Linked DNA regions of Mus musculus: region 2 is linked to region 1. Evidence: chromatin contacts called from public promoter capture Hi-C data. All regions are on one chromosome and are shown on one strand. Each heading gives the region's core, a stretch centred on a gene start, on an enhancer-like site or on the middle of the called end of the contact. The rest is flanking DNA. Distances are from core to core; before and after follow the strand shown.

The links. Capture Hi-C pulls out chosen DNA fragments and counts their contacts.
Region 2: a contact with region 1 is called in a promoter capture Hi-C map of adipose tissue. The contact joins two enhancer-like sites. A contact is called at or near these places in 1 of 115 datasets of contacts at active chromatin or transcription factors (microglia) and 1 of 9 other capture datasets (adipose tissue).

What each region holds. Positions count from the first base shown.
Region 1 is chr5:115,202,055-115,206,207 of GRCm38.p6, forward strand. It overlaps Gm35515 (a long non-coding RNA gene), which reads left to right. Exons shown (of 3, transcript XR_387599.4): 2 at 1,815-2,100; 3 at 2,635-3,202. Among named protein-coding and RNA genes, the nearest start is that of Cabp1, 9.8 kb to the left of the region's middle. Within about 2 kb of position 2,472, at least 103 of the 459 cell types and tissues checked have an H3K27ac peak or open chromatin away from gene starts, as enhancers often do. A contact at or near this core is called in adipose tissue, where this site is marked.
Region 2 is chr5:115,514,661-115,518,813 of GRCm38.p6, forward strand. The region is part of intron 1 of Pxn (paxillin); the gene reads left to right. Gm13840 (a long non-coding RNA gene) reads left to right here. Exons shown (of 2, transcript XR_387611.3): 1 at 1-684; 2 at 1,114-1,335. Among named protein-coding and RNA genes, the nearest start is that of Gm13840, 5.8 kb to the left of the region's middle. Within about 2 kb of position 1,676, at least 216 of the 459 cell types and tissues checked have an H3K27ac peak or open chromatin away from gene starts, as enhancers often do. A contact at or near this core is called in adipose tissue, where this site is marked.

The DNA of each region.
Region 1 (4,153 bases), core at 1,222-3,721:
TATATGTGAGTGTTTGTTTCTGCGTTTATTTATTTATCTTAGGGAGCATGGAGGTCTTTGTGTTTATACACACACACTAGAGGAACCCAGAATGTCATGCACCCAGGGTCGTTCCTTTGGTTGTTCCTTCAAGGGAAGGAATGAAAAACCCATTTTCTGCCCAGAGCTAGGGCAGATGTGCTTTGTAACCTGGCGACTTTTGGTGTTGTTGTTGTTGTTTTATACTTTAAAAAAAAAGATTTAGCCAGGCGTGGTGGCACACGCCCTTAATCCCAGCACTCGGGAGGCAGAGGCAGGCAGATTTCCGAGTTCGAGGCCAGCCTGGTCTACAAAGTGAGTTCCAGGACAGCCAGGGCTATACAGAGAAACCCTGTCTCAAAAACCAAAACCAAACCAAAACAACAACATCAAAAAAAGATTTATTTATTGTTATATCTAAGTACACTGTAGCTGTCTTCAGACACACCAGAAGAGGGCATCAGATCCCATTACAGATGGTTGTGAGCCACCACGTGGTTGCTGGGAATTGAACTCAGGACCTCTGGAAGAGCAGTCAGTGCTCTTAACCACTGAGCCATCGCTCCAGCCCCCTGGTGACTTTTGTATTTCATTTGTATTAGTGTTCTGTCTGTATGTGGGCAGGTGTGAGGGTCTCAGATCCCCTGGAGCTGGAGCCATAGACAGCTGTGAGCTGTTGTGAAGGTATTGGGAATTGAACCTGGGTCCTCTGGAAGAGCAGCCAGTGTTCTCAACTCCCAAGCCATTCTCCATCCCTAACACTCATTTTTAAATCTATTACGTTTATTTATTTAGTGTGTATGTGGTACGCACGAGCATGTGCCATGGTGTAGAGCGGTCAGAGGTCAACTTTCGCGGGCCGGTTCTCTCCACCATGAGTGTCTTGGGAATCAAACAGGTTGTTAAGCTTCTCTGCGGGTAGGTTTACTCTCTGAGCTGTCTTATCAGCTCTCACTAAGGAGTGAGAGAGTAACAAATAAAAAGAATCAAAATGAAAGTGGGGGTGGTAGGGCACACCTGTAAGGCCAGCATTTGGGAGGTAGAAGTGGGAGGATTGATAATCCAAGGTCATCCTTGGCTATATAACAAGTTCAAAGTCAGCCTGAGCTACATGAGAGACCCTGGTTTTTTGTTTTGTTTTGTGTTTTGGGGTTTTTTGTTTTTATTTGTTTGTTGTTTGTTTGTTTGTTTTAGAGACAGGGTTTCTCTGTGTAGCCCTGGCTATCCTGGAACTCACTTTATAGACCAGGCTGGCCTCGAACTCAGAAATCTACCTGCCTCTGCCTCCCAAGTGCTAGGATTAAAGGCGTGCGCCACCACGCCCGGCTCTGTTTTTGTTTTGTTTTGTTTTGTTTTGTTTTGTTTTGTTTTGTTTTGTTTAAGAGCTTTATTGAAAATTCTAATTATTCTTAGGGGTTGCAATGTAGCTCAGTAGGTAGAGTGAGTGCCTAGCATGCACTAAATCCTGGTGGGTTCAGCACCAGCCTATGTAAGTCTGGGTGTCATACTGTGCATGCCTGTAACCCCAACGTCCCTTACGAAGAGGCAGCAGGATCAGGAGTTCAAGATTATCCTTAAATGAAAAAGAATTCATCTCCGATGCGCAGATTCAGTAGAGGATGGATGGTCATTCGAAGACCAGCCTGCCTAGCCGTTTTTCTCCCTCAGACAGACCATTTCCTTTGTATACACAGCCAGGACCCTGAGTGGCCTGTAACGATCGATCAATGGACAGATGACCTTCAGGAACCAGCTACGGTTTGGTTTTTTTTTTTTTTTTTTTTTGTCCTGGTCAGGAGAGTTCTATCCTTTAATCACCGGAAGTTTCCGCCCATGATCAGAGTCAGCCAACATTGCGGTCTGGGAACAGGGCGGTTACATCTGTGGCGCTTGGAGCTGTGCCTGGCCCCGCATCAAGCAGTCCTACTTAGCGGTTCTGCATGGCTTGCAAACAAAGTGGGTTTGGTAACAAAGAAGCCCACGGCACCACACGGAAAAGCAGAGAGCCTTTAAATTTCCCAGAACGGGAGCCTCTCACCAGACTGAAGTAGCCACCAGGTGAGGCACCTGGAGTTCTCCAAGGTGGGTTTACCTCTGGGCAAGGACTATTTCGTATTCAAACTCGCACAAAGCTAAGCGCCTTTGCTTCTGAGAGCCGGCATAAACCGCCGTGCCTCTGCAAGAGCATCCAAATACTGTGCTTCCTTCCGTCTGAGGGCCTAGCTGGGGAGGCTCTCCACCCTACAGAGTCATGCATGACATCATTTTTCCCAAGCAAAGGTGACAGAACTGGTCTAAGGGAACCACCCTATCTAGGGAACAATCATTTCTACGAGGATGTGACTTGCTCTGGGGTACACTTTTGAGATACCATGTCACTGGGCAGATCTCCCTACCCTCTGAGTCTGGGCAGTCCCGTTTCCATCCTCGTTCTAATTTAACAATACAGACTACACAGGGTCCAGGCTGGATGTAGAAGTCTGTAGCTAAAACGGAGGAGGGCTCTTGAGGGGTCGGGGTGGGGTGGGGGAGCCCTTTCGACTTCACTTTCTGTTCTCTCTCTCTCTCTCTCTCTCTCTCTCTCTCTCTCTCTCTTTTAATTTTATCGGCTTTCAGCATTTTCAATTAATCTTGGAATGGTCGCTGGAGGCAAGAAGCCAGCGGCGCCTAAAGGAATGAGAAAGTGCAAACTGATCCAGAGGAAACAAAGGGCAGCGAGGGACCCCACAGCTGAGGCAGACGACACTGTGAGCGGCTCTGTCGGGAGGCTGGCGAGGCGTGCGCGCGCGGGTCTCTGCCTTAGCACCATCTGCCGATTCCTCAAGAGGACACAGAACAGACCAGCGAGCCATGAAGATTCGATTATGTAACGCGGGAGGATTGCTTGTTTTCAAAAGGGAGACAAATGGGAACGAATTGATTTGTTTGTCAAAGTCATGGCCCCAAAGGAGACCAGTCCCCTCCTCTTCCTGGAGGATTCATCAAGGAAGGGGAGTGATTTCACAGGCTCAGAAAAAAGGAGCCCAGGACTCACAGAGTCAGCTCAGATGGTAACAGCAGCTCCTGGGCCGCAACGCGGTGAGCCACGTGGTAGAAGAAAAGAACCAACTTCAGCTAACAGTCCTCTGACCTCCATAAGGGCACATACCCACCCGCCGCGAAATAAATCCATGCAAAACCATAATTCACTCCATTCATAAAAACGAGTCTATTTCCAAAATTGTGCTGGCAAACCTTTCTGGCTTCTCTGCTTGAGAAATGACCATTCCGCCGGTACCCAAAGGGCACAGCCATAGAATGGAACATAATTGGCACCCCCAACCCCAGCTTCAGAACCTGCCTGCTCTGTCTGACCTCTCTCGCTTGCTTTTAGGGAAGTAACATCTGATCTCAGAACCAGTGGGGGTCATCTTACTATTTCTATTCTGAACTCTAGAAAGTGCTTTAGAGGCTAGGGGATCTCTCTCTCTCTCTCTCTCTCTCTCTCTGTGTGTGTGTGTGTGTGTGTGTGTGTGTGTGTGTGTGTTAGTGTGTGTTAGTTGGTCCTTCCCTTCTACCATGTGTCAGGGCACCAGCAACCAAACTCTGGTCAGCAATAGCTATCACCTATGGCGACATCTTGGTACCCTCTCACTTTCCTATTCTTCTTCATACTATTCTGTCCTCGGTTTTGCTCCCTTGCCCTCCCTCGCCCTCCGGCTCTTGGGAGCAGCAGAAGACAGAGCAGAGGATAAAGGTAGTGGTTCAGTATCCCCAGCTCCTTCCCTGCCTCGGGTTGGCAGAGTCTTTGGATAGAAGGTTGCCCCCTCTTCAAAGGAGCCTGGCCACTCGGGAGGCAGAGGCAGGCAGATTTCTGAGTTCGAGGCTAGCCTGGTGTACAGAGTGAGTACCAGGACAGCCAGGGCTACACAGAGAAACCCTGTCTCGAAAGAAAGAAAGAAAGAAAGAAAGAAAGAAAGAAAGAAAGAAAGAAAGAAAGAAAGAAAGAAAGAAAGGAAGGAAGGAAGGAAGGAAGGAAGAAAGAAAGAAAGAAAGAAAGAAAGAAAGAAAGAAAGAAAGAAAGAAAGAAAGAAAGAAAGAAAGAAAGAAAGAAAAGAGCCTGGCTCCCAGAATCCTCCCTTTCTGGGTTCTGTAA
Region 2 (4,153 bases), core at 426-2,925, 310 kb after region 1:
CAGTGTGAGCCCAGGGAGGGCAGGTGTGGGTGTGGGCATTAGCCCGTGATTGGCCAACATCTTTAGCCTGTGGGCACAGGGCCCTAGCTTTTATTTGCAGCTCAGTCTGGCCCCTGTGGTTTCCAGTGTTCTCAGCTCTCCTGGAATCTCCATTCCCCAGGTCCCACTCGTGTAGTGGGCTGAGTCAGTTGGGCCCCTTGGGCCTCTAGCTTTTTGGCTGGTGACAGTGGTAGTGTGGATGGCTAGAGTCTAGCACTAGTGGCCCCGTTGTTGGCTCAGAGGCAGAGCTGAGGCCCTTGTCCCTCCCCAGAACCTACTGAGCTGGCCAACAGGCCCTCTGGAAGTCAGTGCTTCGTCGAGGAGGTGGGGTGGGACTGGGTCTTTGTCCATCAGCCTGACCGCTTGGGAGGGACTCGTGGAGGCTTCCTAACCAGGCCTGGATGTGGTGCACCGGGGCCCTTATACTGCCGATCTCAAGAGTAGCCTGGTGTGTGTTTTATGGGGGAGGGGACGGGGCCTGGAGGAAGCTTTATGTAATCCTTGGCTCCAGCTCAGGTAATTGTTTTAATGAAATGGAATGCAGCTTATTCAGAACTTGCTTGGCAGAAACAGCCGTGTTCTGGTGTGTTTTCTTGCTGAGGAGCTCGGGGTTTATATTCCCAGCTGTTTCGAATCATAGACAAGGTGGGTGGAAGCCACCGGGGTGCTCCTTCCTCGTGGGGGTGGGGGGAGCCAGGGAGCTTCATTCGGGCTGTCCCGGTCTTCCTTGGATGTCTCCGGTGTTGTGGGGATCCAGCCTGTGGCCTCTGCCACTGAGCTGTCCTACCCCGGTGCCAGTGTGTCTTTTTGAATGGGCCGTGGAGCTTTTGACCTAGCAACAGAGAAATCCCGGGACCCGGGGTGGGTGCTGAGCACACTGCAGAAGGCCCTCAGGAACACCTCTTTGTTTACACAGTTTCCTTCTTTCACCCCACAGCCAGGCCCCTCCCCCTGCCCCTCCCCTCTTTAAGCAGGTTGATGATTATTATTTATTTATTTATTTATTTATTTCTTACTGTATGTGTGTGCGTGCGTGTCTGTATGTACACCAAGTTTATGCACGTGTCCTCACAGGCCAGAAGAAGCGGTCAGATCCCTTGGAACTGGAGTATAGGCCCCTGCGATCCACTTGATGCAGTTGCTGGGAATTGAACCTGCGTGCTTTGGAAGAACAGCCAGTGCTTGAGCAACTGCGGAGCCTTCGACGGGCCCCTTCTCAATGAAGTGCCTTTAGATTTAATTTTAAAATTACACTTGTTTATTTACTTACACTTACCCATAAATTACATACATTTACTTACCGTGTGTGTGTGTGTGTGTGTGTGTGTGTGTGTGTGTGTGTGTGTGTGAGTGTGTGAGAGAGAGAGAGACAGACAGACAGACAGAAGGTGTGGAAGTCAGACGATATCTTGCTCGAGTTTTCCCTTTCTACCCTGTGGGTCCCGGGGATTGAACTTGGGTTGTCCTTCGTGGGTGACCCCGCCCCTGCCCAGTGGCATGAGGTTGGCCCACTGTCCCTTGCGGCCTTGCGGTCCCAGTCTGTCTCTATTCATCTTGGCCTCTGAGCTGGTTTCCTCTTTTTCATTTTTTGACCCAGCCTGGGACATCCTCACCCACTTGCTGACACACTTCCTACCCCCGTGGGTGTGCTTTCCTTGCCGCTCGCTCGCTCGCTCGCTCGCTCGCTCGTTCGGGTGCACGTGTCTCTGCCGACCCTGTGCTCTCCGCATCCCTCCTTGGGCACCTGTAGTGGGAGTACCTCCTGCCTCCCCTGCTGAGCCCTCTGGTATGGCTGTTCTCCTCTTGTTTATCTCCTCCCGTGACCCCTTTTAGAACCTTTGTGCTGGCAGCTCCCAGAGTTCCATCCCCACCCCGACGTGGATTCTATTGTCCAGATTCTTCCGGTTTGCAAGCCGGCAAAGACCCAGCTCATTTCCTTTCCGCTCTCCCTCTTGGCGGTCTCAGCTGTTGTGAGAGCTCTGTGCTCTGGGCATGGCCCTGCTGCTCTTTCCTCGGCCTCTGTTTAGATAATGGACTTATGGACGTAAAGTTTGAGGTAGGAGGCAGTCATCCCAACCTACGAACGAGGAAGCGAAACTGAAGCTCACAGGAGTTAGGGTGTGGGGACACCCCCAGCACCAGTGCAGACCACAAGGAAGGAACTTAACCCAGGGCTTCTCATACTCAACCCATTTTTTTTTTTTTTTTGAGACAGGGTTTCTCTGTGTAGCCCTGGCTGTCCTGGAACTCACTCTGTAGACCAGGTTGGCCTTGAACTCAGAAATCCACCTGCCTCTGCCTTCCAAGTGTTGGGACTAAAGGCGTGCGCCACCATCCACGTACATAAAATCCTGTTTCTTTGCCCTCCCCCTCCCCCATGGTTTTTCAAGACCGGGATTCTTTATTTAGCTCGGTAGGAACTCATTGTAGATCAGGATGGCCTTGAACCCAGAGATCCGCCTGCCTCTAGGCATGCACTACCATCAGCTGGCATAAACCGGGTACCACCACTCAGTAGGCAAAGGCAGGCAGATCCCTGTGAGTTCAGAGTTCCAGGCTAGCCAGGCCTGTTCTGTTACACAGAGAAACCCTGTCTCAAAAACCAAACCAAATCAAACCAAAACCAAAAATTTAAAAAAGAGAGAGAGAGAGCGCGAGCAAAAACTCCTGGACTTCTTGTTCTTTTGTTTGTTTGTTTTTGTTTTTTCGAGACATGGTTTCTCTGTGTAGCCCTGGCTGTCCTGGAACTCACTCTGTAGACCAGGCTGGCCTCGAACTCAGAAATCTGCCTGCCTCTGCCTCCCAAGTGCTGGGATTAAAGGCGTGCGCCAACACTGCACGGCAACTCCTGGACTTCTTTTGGCCTTTCTACTGTGAGCTTCTTAGGACAGGGCATCTGCTGCCTGTCAGGTGTGCCAGCCACCGCTGCTCTGTGCTTCCCGCAGTTGCTCCGTAGATCAGTCTTTGATGGCGGTTGATGATTAAATGGGCAAGAACTGCAGGTACCCACTGCGAGTCTAGACCTCCAGCAAACCACTTCCTTCTCTGGCAGAGCCAAGTGAGCCTCTCTGGGTTTGGGGTGTCCAGGCTCCCCAGCCTCATCTGAATTGGTGGGGGTGCTACTGCTGCTTCAACAGTCACTGTACACCCGAGCCTCTGCCCTCACATCCCAGAAACAGCACTTTAGTCTGTGTTGAGACATTTGTTTTTAATTTATTTTATTTATTTTAAAATGCTGTGTTTCAAGGCGTGTGCCGCCTCTACCACCCAGGCCATTTCTAAGTTTTATTTTTTAAAAAGATAGATTTATTTATTTATTGATTGATTGATTTCATGTATGTGAGTACGCTGTCACTGTCTTCAGACACACCAGAAAAGGGCATCGGATCCCCATTACAGATGGTTGTGAGCCACCATGTGGTTGCTGGGATTTGAACTCGGGACCTCTGGAAGAGCAGTCAGTGCTCTTTTTTTTTTGTTTGTTTGTTTTTTTGTTTTTTCGAGACAGGGTTTCTCTGTATAGCCCTGGCTGTCCTGGAGCTCACTTTGTAGACCAGGCTGGCCTCGAACTCAGAAATCCGCCTGCCTCTGCCTCCCAAGTGCTGGGATTAAAGGTGTGCGCCACCACGCCCGGCACAGTCAGTGCTCTTAACCACTGCACCATCTCTCCAGCTCCCCATTTCTGATGTTTTAAATGTGTGTGAATGTTTTGCCTGTATGTACATGTGTGCTTCGTGCCTGCAGAGGCCAGGAGAGGGCATTGGATTCCCTGGAACTGGAGTTACAGCTGGTTGTGAACCCTCAGGTGGACGGTAGGAATGGACGTCTGGTCCTCTGGAAGAGCAGCCTATGTGCTGAGCCATGTCTCCAGCCCCCATTTTTTTTTTTTTTTTTTTTTTTATTTCTTGAGACAGAGTCTTGCTTTGTAGCTCTGGATGGCCTCAAGCCCAGAGTAATCCACCTGCCTCAGCCTCCTGAGTCTTGGTGTTATAGGGGTAGATCCTCTACGGCACCTGGCTTAAACTCTCTTGAGTGTTGGGTCAATGATAATGATTAACATTGGCTCTTGGAATCATCTAGACTCTACTCCAGGCTTTGGCCCTTGGTGTTAGTT